Regions from separate parts of the Mus musculus genome. Here regions 1 and 2 are each linked to region 3. Evidence: chromatin contacts called from public HiCAR-type and promoter capture Hi-C data. All regions are on one chromosome and are shown on one strand. Each heading gives the region's core, a stretch centred on a gene start, on an enhancer-like site or on the middle of the called end of the contact. The rest is flanking DNA. Distances are from core to core; before and after follow the strand shown.

Region 1 (3,939 bases), core at 1,023-3,522, 940 kb after region 3:
CTACTGGTTATCAAAGCACACAAGACTACTACAAAGCTCCCGCTTTCTGACACAGCTGCAACACTGATGGCATGAACCCTCAGGAGGCAGTTTTGGAGCAGAGCAAGCCCCTGGCCTACACTGCCAATGAAGCCAGGGACAGAGTTCACAGATATACTCTGTCTGGTCTTTTTCTAACATTAATTTACAAAGTTAAAACATAAGTCTAGAGAATTATATGGAACTGCCTAAAAGAAACATCTGTCTGAAATAATATTTAGCCAAGAACACAGTCTAGAATAGTGCATTATAAAGGACAAATGACTGACTTATGAGTCAACTATGTCACCGATAAAATAGAATTCTCTTTTACTTTTAAAAGACAGTAAACCCTGCCTGTACATTGATAATTTAAGGAAATATTATGATTGGCAGGCAAACAGAGATGACAGGACTAAAAACTGTCCTGTGGTGTATGCTCCCAGGGACTGCACAACACCATGCTCAGCTCTATTTTCATGAGCTCAAAACAGCTTAAAACAAGTTTACAAGTTTCTATTTTTTAAAAGCACACATTACACTATACATTTGGAAATATATTCATACATGGATCTTTTTTTAATATTTTCTAGGCACTGAAGTGTTTTTTTAAAGTCACAGTTTCCTCACTAGAAGATTCAAAAGCCCAACTTATGAATGAAGTAAGAAAAAAAAAGTCTATTGTTTGGGAAAGGAATGTTTAAGTGCTTAAAAAAAAGGTCTTTGTTTGCTTTGGTATGCCCCTATACACAATTGAACTATAGAATAATATAATATTATATTTTAAAGGTAATTAAAAAAAAGAATTTACAAAGCAAAAAAGTTAAAGAGATTTTAAAAAGTTATCTATAAAACCATGGACTTTACTGAGCATTTCTTAGTCAAACTTACCCAGTGTTCTGGACATCACAGGCAAAGCAGAGCTCAAGACTAAGATTGACACACAATTCCCAATGATCTGTGGAAAGAAAGGATGGCTTGCAAGGAGACAGCAGGAGGCAAAGAACCCCTCAAGCACTCTTGGGAGGGCAGTGCAGAGCAGATACCCGGAGCACCCGGCAACTTCTTAACAACACTATCAGAGTAGAATTTAAACATAATAAGCCTTTCCCTTTAAAATTATATTTATGAATTCCACAAAACACAGAGTATAGGTGCAAGCATATAGTCATAGACTATATAAATCATATACATTTTATATTATTTTAATGTAGTTAGTAATTTGAAAGCTTTGCCTATGAAATTAACAAGAGAATACCTTTGGACTTCTGACTAAATCTTAAAGGCTAATTGCTGTCAAGTTCTTATATAACATCTACTCTGGCCTATATAACCATTATAAGCATCAATTCTGGGATTTGAAAACACTAGAAACAAAAACATCTAAATCTAGTAATTCATTTGCAATGTATCTTCTAGTTACTGATTCTCCTCCAATAAGAGGCACTGAAAACATCGATTAGTATTTATAACCACCTCAACTGGACACTGGCTACTTAGCTGACTTTAAGAAACCTTTAGTATGCCAGGCGGTGGTGGCGCACGCCTTTAATCCCAGCACTTGGGAGGCAGAGGCAGGTGGATCTCTGAGTTCGAGGCCAGCCTGGTCTACAGAGTGAGTTCCAGGACAGCCAGAACTACACAGAGAAACCCTGTCTCGAAAAACAAAACAAAACAAAACGAAAGAAACCTTTAGTATGATACATCTGGGTGGATGGGTACATAAATTTCAATATATGTAATATATATTATCAATGGGGTTCATTGTGTGTGTGTACCCACACACTTGTGGGATGTAAATATAGACTTATATAATAAAAATGGGAAAGACCAGCAGCTTTTAGCCATTCCCCTTAGGCAGCCTGTGAAATTATTTTACAAAGATCCATTTATTATGTAATATAACAGGCTTTATTGCTATGGTGCCAGTGACAACACTGTATCAAATTAGCCTCACACCACACTGTCTCTGAACAGAGCTATTCCTTCTCACTTTAATTATTCAGAATTGAAATACTTTTTCTCTGCCACTTGTAGCAACTAAGCTCTTCAGATTTCAAACAAGCTCCTGAAGTACAGTTAACACAGCCCAAGTTACTCATTAGCAATATGTTTTCTTTAAGAAAAACAAGGGTTCTTTCTTTCAGGAGACTTCCACAACTAGTTACCAAGTGCGTGGTTCTATGCATTTACAAGTGAATGGATGCAGTCCAATTTACACAGAGCACATCCTCTCCCACTCACTCAGCATTCTGAAAACCTTCCTTTGTGTGTCCGCTACTTACAAATACCTCTCAGCCAAGATGAGCTATTCAGGGTGCTTACTGACTAAAGCACTTGTTTATCTTGGAAGCAAAAGAAAAGCCATGGCATCTAAGACTTTACCTTACCTTTGTCATAGTTGTGTCATCCTTCTTGGGTGTAAAGTTTCCAAAAAATCTGAGGCTATAGAAACCAACAACAGAAGACACCATGAGATAGCTGTGAGAATGAAGGAAAAACTCTCCAAGAGAATGCACACTTCCCAAAGTCTAAAGCCCATAGGAAAAGCAAACCAAAACAAACAGCCACCGAGGCTTGCAGAGGACTGCGTTGTTTTTCTTTCCAAACAAGTGTTTTAGTAAATTACTATTGTCCCAGAAACTAGACAGAAAACTTGTTAACAGACATAACATTCAGTTGAAGAAAGGATACAAAATCAGAATGATTTCAAGTGCAGCTCCCACAAAGCCAAAAGTGGAAAGAGAGGCACTTCCTATGCCGGGGCCCTGCAAGGAAAACACGCCTCAGAATTCAGTGATGCCATTACACATTTAACACCTTAAGATAGTATGAATCCTCCAAAGACTATTAATTTTAGCAGGTTCAAATATAACCTGGTTTGCCTCAAATGTACTTTTAAGACATTTGCCAAAATGATATCATTATGACTGCTATAAAATGGGATGATCTGCTATCTGAGAAAAATACATTGAATTTTCTGGGGAGTTTTCTTTCTTTTTTTTTTTTTTTAACTTTTTACTGATTATTTGTAAATTTTCCAGCATGCCTCACTATCCCTCTCATTTCCCCAAACCTCCCACAGAAAAGGGGGAAAAAAAATCTCACTATGGAAGCTGAGGTGTGCTATGGTATGTCACACAGTATACCCTTTTGCCCAAAGAGCTTTTCATGCAAATGTTTGTTGCAATGAGGCATTGGTCTAGTTTGAGGTCTCTGGCTTCTGCTATACTTTCAATACTGGATCCTTACTGGGACTCCTCTCAGATATCTTGCTGTTGCCCTGTGTCATGGAGATCCTGCAGCTTAGGATCTGCAATACTGGCCCCTTCGTGTGTTCCAACAGTTCATAGACAAAGTAGATATTGGGGTAGGCTAACTCAAAGCCCTGGATCGGGGCCTGGGTGGTAGCTAAGTTGGTCAGTTTACAGCTCTCCAGTACTGCCGAAGCAAGGGGCAAGGCCCACTTTCTTGAGTTCTGCAACTGGCAAGGGGACAGGGCCAGCTCACTTGCTCTCAAGCTCTCATGCCCTCCAGGCCAGCTCTCACATGCTGCAGAGCTAGGGGCAGGGCTAGCTCTCCCAAGATCATACCCCGAGGGACAGCTCACCTGTGTCCCAACTACCTAGCTAGTTCTACTATGCTGCCCAGGTAAGGTACTGCTCACTGGGGAGGTTTTTGGTTGTTTTTTTTTTTTAATAGAATAATATATAATTAATGCAGAAGCACATATAAAAATTATACTATAAACCTTGCCAATTTAAGCTATGTTTACAAATAAAGCAATATATCCAATTTCCTTTTCCCAAATTTTCCTTGATAATTCAGTTACAAAAATGTGACTAATAGCACTTATTTTTTAAAAAAAAAAGTAATTTTAACAAAACAGAAAGTAATACATACATTTTAATAAATATTATC
Region 2 (3,792 bases), core at 74-2,573, 990 kb after region 3:
ACCCCGGAGCTCTTGTCTCGAGCTGCATATGTATCAAAAGATAGCCTAGTCGGCCATCACTGCAAAGAGAGGCCCATTGGACTTGCAAACTTTATATGCCCCAGTACAGGGGAACGCCAGAGCCAAAAAGGGGGAGTGGGTGGGCAGGGGATTGGGGGGGGGTGGGTATGGGGGACCTTTGGGATAGCATTGAAAATGTAAACGAGGAAAATACCTAATTAAAAAAAAATTAGCAAATACCAACTGGTCAGCCTTGAAAACATACTGAAAAGTAACAGTATATAGACTATGCAGGTTATATTTATGCATTTAGCAGTGTGTGTTTGTGTGTGTGTGTGTGTGCGCACGCGTATGTATGTATGTATGTATGTATGCAACAACACTTAATATAAAGGAGGCTATGAAGTTGAAACAGGGCAAGGAGGGGTATATGGGAGGGTTTGGAAGAAGAATCAGGAAGGGAGAAATAATGTAACTATATCATAATCTCAAAAAATAAATTATTTTTTAAAAATGTTAAAAAAAAAAGAAAATATCTGTGTTTTCCAAAGGTTTTAGGCAACCCCTGTGAAAGGGTCATCTAATCCTCAGGCCATGACCCACAAGTTGAGAACCACTGCTCTACCATGCGTGAAGGTGATATAAAGCTTGCTAGGTGGATTTTCTCAAATGCTTGTTTTATTTATCTATGTATTTATAAACACTTATCCTGTTGGCTTTCAGTTTTCTTGGTGTATATTCATTGTATGTAGCTATGGACTTCACCAAGACATTTTCATTACCTTTCTTCTGCAGCCCTTCCCACTAATCTTCCCGTTCCCATATAAGGCAGTTTTCCTTTTCAGTTAAACCTTTCTGCAAACATCCTCAAAAGATACACCTAAAGGTGCATTTCCACAGTCCTGGAGAATCATCAAATCTACAATGAAAATGAAGTGTCTCAGCAACCTAGAGCCTTTGGGTTCCAGGAGAATTGTTGTTAGATCATATAATAGTTTGATAGATCATTTTGAGGAAAATGTATACTAATGTTCAGAGTGGCTAGCCTAACTAAATTCTCATCAGTATTATATAAGCGTTCCCCTTTCCTCTCATTCTCAACAGTACTTGTTTTGTTTTGGTTTTTTCTCTTAATCATATTTGTTCTGGCTGGAGTAAGGGAAAAAACTCAATATTAAGTTCTGATTAGCGGTTTACTCTCTTTACTATCTCTTAGCTCTGGTGTTGGTGGATCTAATGGGATCAGGGCTTGCTTCTCTGTACAGACTATCTTGCCCTAACCCTGAGCATCTGAAACCTCAAAGCCACCCTAATGACACACTTCCTCCAACAAGGACACATCGACCCAACAAGGCCACCCTTCCTAATCTTTCTTAAGTATTGCCACTCCCTGATGACTAAGCATTCAACTATATGAGCCTAAGGAGGTCATTCTTGTTCAAACTTCCACAGTGGGGAAGACAAATGATATATTCTCACACTACTAACCAACGTACAGTAACACAAATACAATGAATGACATGAAACATAATTTAACTGACTTTCTATAAAGCATTTAAATTAAAATGTTCTCAGATGTACCAGAGGCCTGTAATCCTAGCACCTAAAATGCTGAAGCAGAATTGTGTGTTTGAGAATATTGCCTAAAAAATAAAATATTAACGGAAACAAGACATTTGTCAATATGTACAAGAGAACTATCTAAAACCATTTGCTTTGTGAGTGTGTCCAAGGAAGCCAAACAGCACAAGGGAAGTGAACCTGAAGGCTCTGAAGCCCAGGTGCACTCAGGAAGAACTTGCTCTATAGTGTGTCATTTTGGAGTCTCAGCAGTTATGAGTAGATTAAAAACCCTTTCCTTAAAGAGAGTAGTAAGGTCATGAGATGCCAAAGCAGTAAAAAAGGGAAAGAGATGGAAAAAACCCTATACCCATCTTTGGAGGAGAAATCTGAGCAGATTCAAATAGAGGACATGAATCTTTTCTGAGTCAGAAACAAGGACAGAACACAAAAGTTAGCATGGAATTATGGCTGTCATGTCCCAGATAAAGACCAATAGTACTCCAAGCAAGAGATAAAAAGGAACCAGAGGTGCAGCTTTGGGATGATAACACACACACACACACACACACACACACACACACACACACACACACACTAAAGGGGAGAAAATACACAGCATAGAACCAATTACTCTACCCTTTTTCAGCCCTGAATGCAGCATCTGTATGAGCAGTCAGTAGTCTGAACTGCATCTATCTCATTATGCCTGGAAAAAATATAACAGCCCGGAGAGACAAAAAGTAGATGGGAATGAGTTTGTGGAAAAATGCCAGGAAATCATAGACTAAAAGAAAAAAAAAAAAAGAAAAGAAAAGAAAAAAGAGTTAGTGATGATTCCTAATGTTCTAAGCTTATGAGCCAAGAGCCTCAAAATATGTCTTAATATGAATAAGAATTTAACATTAAGAAATAAAAGTCAGGAGTGACGTATAAATGTTTATAGGAAAACTGGACAGTAATATAAATAAAAACTATAATTTGCTCTTTAAATCACTCTACAAAATTAGCTAAAATAGATATAAATATTAGATCCTTACAGAACTCATGGAAAAAGTAAATAACTGAAATAGAATACACACCTGCTTTGAAAGGAAAACAGCATTTTTAGAGCTAAGTCAACTATCAAATTACCAAGAAAGAAGCTAACAATACAGATACAGAAAAGTCAGAAAGAACGCTCTGTCTGCTTATTGTCATGTCCTGAGTTTTCAACCACAATTGATTTAAGGGACAGTAGACAGCACAAGTAGGACCAAGTTAACTGTACTGAACAGTATGAATTTTACATTATATCAAAGAAACACCCAAAATCTGCCTTAAATATACATTATATAAGCCACTGTAGTATTATATGTTCAGTTAGTTTATATGTTAGATAATATTTTAATACTTTTCAGTAACTTTTATACTAGTTCCTTGACTTAGAGTTTTCTAATAACACTGATAGAATACTAAACTCCAAATTCTTGGGAGATACAAGTGGAGGGATAAACTCCCAGGGAGATGTCTTTCTGTCAGAACTGGGTCTGAAAGGCGTCCTGAGGCACACCTTCACTTTACATCTATTTTCCGTGTGGCTGAGGACTTCTCACAAGAATGCATTCTGCCGCCTCCTCCATGCTCAGTGGACTTCCATCATCTCTTTCCCCTGAGGAGGTTGTGGGCTTTGTTCTTTCTCTGTTGTTGTTGCTCAAATTCCTAGAGATTTTTGTTGCTTTCTTGAGAACTATACACTTAATGATACACAATGCTTGCTACAGAATTAAGTTGTTTTACTTAACCATATTTAATGATGGCATCAGCTTGTTTACCTCCTTTAAACCAACTACTAAAGACATGGGGATGTATAGAGCACTCCTGGGCCTTCTCATAAACTTAGTGTCCCAAGTACTTGTGTCAAAAGCACATCAACAAACAATCACAATGTAACCCTACTGAGGGAGACCCTAGCAGTTACAAGTAAATAAAGTCCCTGAGGAGCACTAGGAGACCCTGAGGAATCAGCCAAAACCAGGAATCTGGCAGATAAGAGAGAGAGGGACTACTTCCAGTCAGAGACAGCACTGTGTGGGCTTGGACTCCAAGCTGGGAAAGGGAACACAGGCTCCAGGCAGGGACAAGTTCAACAAGGGTAACACAGGATGAGCAGGTGTGCCGAATGGGAACAGCGGCTTAAAAACACTTGCTGCCCTTGTCCAGCATCGGGATCTGGTTCTCATCTGCTATACA
Region 3 (4,272 bases), core at 402-2,901:
AGAAATCTGCCTGCCTCTGCCTCCCGAGTGCTGGGATTAAAGGCGTGTGCCACCACGCCGGGCTGAGAGTTCATTCTTAAACCCTCACGTTTAGATAGTAACCTCAATTAGGAAAGCACAGAGGGCGAGGTTCCTGTGAGGTATTTAAGGGCTGAGCCGTGCTCTGAAACCATTTTCACCACAAGCGTTGCAGTTTGGTTTCCTGGTTGACACTGAGCCTTTAACAGGTTTCTAGAGGAAGTTAGAGAGCTGACTGAAGTGGTATGTAGTGATAAGGAAAAGGGGGTGATTAAATCTGTACTCACAGCAAGTGATCACATCTCTAAATACTAGGTGTTCCTACATACAGGTTAAATGTTTTTCTAGTGAATGTTTCAGTACAGAATGTTTAGAGTTTCCTGTCCTGGAGAATTTCAGTTTTAGGTGAAATTAAGAAAACTACTTTCTTAAGGTCATAGCTATGTTAGAACATGAGATTTGAGTCAAGGCAGACATAGAGTTGAAATCCTGACTCATTCGAAGTGGATATTCAGTGGCCTTTGAGCAATTTAATCTTCATTTGCTATAATTGAGATGCACGTCTTTTTTCATGTGTAATACGTTATAAAGTATTATGAAGTAATTTTATCATTGTACCTATTTTTGAGAGGTCTTTCTCAAGACCAGCACTGATATTATCTTGAAAATATTCTCAGTTGGGTAGTCCATCCTGAACAGTGTAAAAATTAGGAAAAGGTGACAAGGGGTTCAAGCAGTTTAGATATGAATTAATGTGCTTTCTGACAGAAATCTAGTTAGTCAGTGAGGCTCCATGCCAGGCTTACTTTTATTGGGCAATGACTTCATGACGATTTTTTAAAAAAGGAATTTTTTTTCCTTCTGTTTCTTAAATGAACATTATAAAGCAGGGATTTTAGGGATTTTTTTTTTTTTTTATGAGGAAAAATTTCAATCACCTAAAAGTTGAATTTCACAGCAGACATTCTTTTAGCTCCCTAAGACTTTCCGGGAATGTGGATGCCCGCGTCTGGAATTCTCACTGAGCGGCGACCAGCCTCCATGCCGGGCCTCTCCAAGGGCCCACCTGCGGGGCTCCTCCGCCTTCCCAGCTCGCTTTTGCCCGAAACCTCGTCCTCAAAGCCGCAGGCTTGGGGACTTGCTTTAGGATGCTCTGGAGTCCGTCTTTGAGGTCGTGGTACCTAGTGCCACCGCCACACACCTCCTCTCCTTTCCTAAGACCCTACGCGCGAGGCTTTCCGCCAGCTCGCGCGAACGCGAGTGCGCGTGCGTCGATGTAGCGTTCGCGCGCCTCAAGCTTGGGGGCGCGGTAGCCAGACTCGGCCGTTAGCGTCTCCGGCCGCGCTTCGGCTCCACTTGCCACGGCGGCTCAGCCGTCGTAAAGCGCAGCCGCGCCTACTGCTGCAAGGCGATTTATGTCGACTTTACGGCGTGTGGCCGTCCACACTCCTCCCGCCTGAAGCCTCGGCCTTCCAGCCCGGCCGAAACTGTGTCTGTGCGCTGCTCTTTCTAGCGCGCGCCGCCGGGCACTCGCTGGCGTTCAGGCACCCGGGACCTTAGGCGTCCGCCCGCCGCCGCCTGGCTCTTCCGCCCGCCTTGCTCCCGGCGTGCACCGCGGCGCGGCCATGTTGCCGTAGTGTTGTTTTCTTCCTGCGGAGGCGAGGGTCCGCTGCGGACCGCGACGCGCGGGCCTCGCCTCTGCTCGCTCGCGGGCGCCGGCCCTCGCCGCTCCCCCGCCTCCCCGGCCCGCACCAGAGCCGTCGGCCTGCCAGGAGCTCGGGGGACGGCTGAAGGCCGGGCCCGGGGACCACCATGGCGGCCGCCCTGGGCGCAGGCGGAGGAGCAGGCGCTGGAGGTACGTGGGCCGCGGCGGGGGCCGTAGACCGGGCACCCTTTATGTAGGGCCTTCGTGCTGCCCCGCCACAGACGGAGCCGCCCCGGGCTTGCCGCCGCCGTTCAGGCCGGGAGCGCGGAGCGTTAGGCCCGAGGCGGCGACGCGAGGTCGGCGGCGGCCCCGCGACGGGGTCGGGGGGCCCTGGCGACTTCCAGTCTTCTTGGAAGATGCGCCCTGGGCAGCGGCAAGCAGCCTACTCAGTGTAAAAAGAATTTTGCGGTTTATTAGGGTGCTTTAAATAAACCTATTATCATCTAAGGAAAACTTGTGTTTGGCAGTATGCTTGAAAGGGATGAAGACCGTGTACAAAGGGTTGGTTACTGAACCAGTTGTTTGAGTATTTTCATTTCGCAATCGTAAACGATATGGAAAGACTAGCCAGTTATAAGTAAAACCACGTTTTGTTGAACGAGGGTTTTTTTTTTTTTTTTTTTTTTTAAAGATGTGGAACAATAAAAAAAATGACGTTTCAGGACTTGGATAAAAGACCCTCACGGTAAAATGTGGACAACAAAAGCATTTGCCAGCTAGTTCTGGCTATAGACACTTGAACTATTCTACATATTCCAGAGGTGTTAGTGATGCTTACTTACAGATTGGGGGTTGGGGTGGGCATGTTAAACAACCCTGCTTAGGAGTTCTGACCTCAAAACAAAAAACCCAAACGGCAGAGACTACATCCAGAATGCCATTTCTGGCAGGATGTGGTATGGTATATGTCACTGCCAGCTTACATAGATGATTTTTTTTTTTTTAACATGCAGATTCGAGGCTTTCTAGTTAAATGCTTAAAATACATTTTGTCTACTCTACCTGATTAGAGAAGGTAAAAACTTAAGGTTTTATATGTGAGTCTCAGTGTTATGGGAGCCCTTGGGTCAAAGCTGTTTTTAAAAGATGAAGATGATATTTTCATTTTCCATTTTTTCTCACTAGTGTGGTTTGGTTTTCCAGAGGCTGTGTGGCATGTGAAGACTTGACATGGATGGCTTGGGGACTATGCGCTTTTATGATCTTTTAAGTTTCTCATTTAAAACTTTAATAGTAAAAACTGATAAATATCCACACAAATAAAACTTGAGGGCTGTATATTAGTTTTTAGCCAGAAAGTTTGAGGGTTGTAATTTTAGAAGGCTAGATTGCCTTTTTGGAAGTTTGGAATTTTTCTTCCATCTTAATATCTTGTCAGCATTTCCATTGCTTAGACTTAATCCAAACTCCTTGGGAAAGTAGGCAAGTTCTTTTGAATATTCACCTTGGTGCTCAGCAGCTCTGCAGTCCTGGAACTGCTGGACCTCTTCAGCCCATGTGCAGTACACTGTTCCTGCCTTGAAGGGGTTACACTCCTATTGGTAGTTGGTCATCTCTGAGGCTTACTGTTGGGTAAGTTCACCCTTTCTAGTTCTTTCTGAACCCTGGCTGGTTCAACTTAGCTGTTTTGGCTCAAGCTCTTCTCAAGCTGATCGATCTGGCTTCTCTGGGATGGCTTCTCCTGGATTGCTCTGTTTGGCCTCACACCAACTCTAGCAACCTTTTCTAATCTTCTGGCTTCTTCTCATTTTCTGGCTTGTTCTCTCCTTCAACCTGTCTTTGTAAAACTCGCCAGTAAAACTGCCCCCTTCCTCCTTTTCTTTTTCCTTCTTTCCCTTTCCCTCCCTCCCTCCCTCCCTCCCTCCATCCCTCCATCCCTCCATTCCTCCCTCTCTCCCTTCCTTATTTTCACTTATTGTCTGCCACTCAATTAGACATCCCTTTCAAACATTGGTGCTTTCTTCTATAAACTAACTTTACCTTCCTTGTTTGGGATTAAAAGTGTGTACTAAGGGCATGTCTGTATTCCAGCGGAGGGATTAAAGGTGCTAAGGCTGAGATACAACTAGAAACATTTTTTTTGTTTTTGTTTTGTTTTGTTTTGTTTTTAGTAAGTAACACAATCTTGGGGGGATCACAGTGTGATCAAATATCCTGTAACTGTCTCCTGATTCAGCATGCTCCGGCTCCTGAGGGAGGAGGCCTTACTAGAGAAATCATTGGCTTCTATTTATCTGTTTGCTACCTCAGTGCCTCCCTCTCCATCTAGTAACACTCTTATTTTCTCTTGAACAATTACCTTAATCTGTAAATTGTTTTTTAAGACCTATGAGGACAAGCATATCTGCCTGCTTTGCCATGCACCCCAAATTCCTGACCTTGTACATGTGTTCAGCATATACTTGATAGATGAGTTAGAGATTGAAATATTTCATTTAAAAGAAAACAATGCCCTTTCTCTTGTCCATTAGATTTCCAATGTTTGCTGTAGAACCAACAAAACCATTACACTGGAAATATTTACATTGTAGGTAATACCGTCTTTATAT

What was found. Promoter capture Hi-C pulls out the DNA fragments that hold promoters and counts their contacts. HiCAR-type assays count read pairs that join an accessible place to other places.
Region 1: a contact with region 3 is called in a HiCAR-type map of astrocytes, with 4 times the contacts expected there. The contact joins the enhancer-like site here to the promoter of Rbm33 in region 3. A contact is called at or near these places in 9 of 39 promoter capture datasets (the 3T3-L1 cell line, 3T3-L1-derived adipocytes, cranial neural crest and 5 more) and 1 of 115 datasets of contacts at active chromatin or transcription factors (astrocytes).
Region 2: a contact with region 3 is called in a promoter capture Hi-C map of the SN4741 cell line, with 6 times the contacts expected there. The contact joins the enhancer-like site here to the promoter of Rbm33 in region 3. A contact is called at or near these places in 11 of 39 promoter capture datasets (the 3T3-L1 cell line, the HPC-7 cell line, the SN4741 cell line and 7 more).

What each region holds. Positions count from the first base shown.
Region 1 is chr5:29,251,834-29,255,772 of GRCm38.p6, forward strand. Lmbr1 (limb region 1) reads right to left here. Exons shown (of 17, transcript NM_020295.3): 13 at 2,713-2,786; 14 at 2,409-2,499; 15 at 910-976. Among named protein-coding and RNA genes, the nearest start is that of Gm42244, 20 kb to the right of the region's middle. Within about 2 kb of position 2,273, at least 18 of the 459 cell types and tissues checked have an H3K27ac peak or open chromatin away from gene starts, as enhancers often do. A contact at or near this core is called in astrocytes, where this site is marked.
Region 2 is chr5:29,308,053-29,311,844 of GRCm38.p6, forward strand. The region is part of intron 5 of Lmbr1 (limb region 1); the gene reads right to left. Among named protein-coding and RNA genes, the nearest start is that of Gm42244, 36 kb to the left of the region's middle. Within about 2 kb of position 1,324, at least 13 of the 459 cell types and tissues checked have an H3K27ac peak or open chromatin away from gene starts, as enhancers often do. A contact at or near this core is called in the SN4741 cell line, where this site is marked.
Region 3 is chr5:28,315,538-28,319,809 of GRCm38.p6, forward strand. Rbm33 (RNA binding motif protein 33) reads left to right here and starts at 1,652. Exons shown (of 19, transcript NM_028234.1): 1 at 1,652-1,873. The coding sequence starts at 1,831. Gm35602 (a long non-coding RNA gene) reads right to left here and starts at 1,550. Exons shown (of 5, transcript XR_003955879.1): 1 at 957-1,550.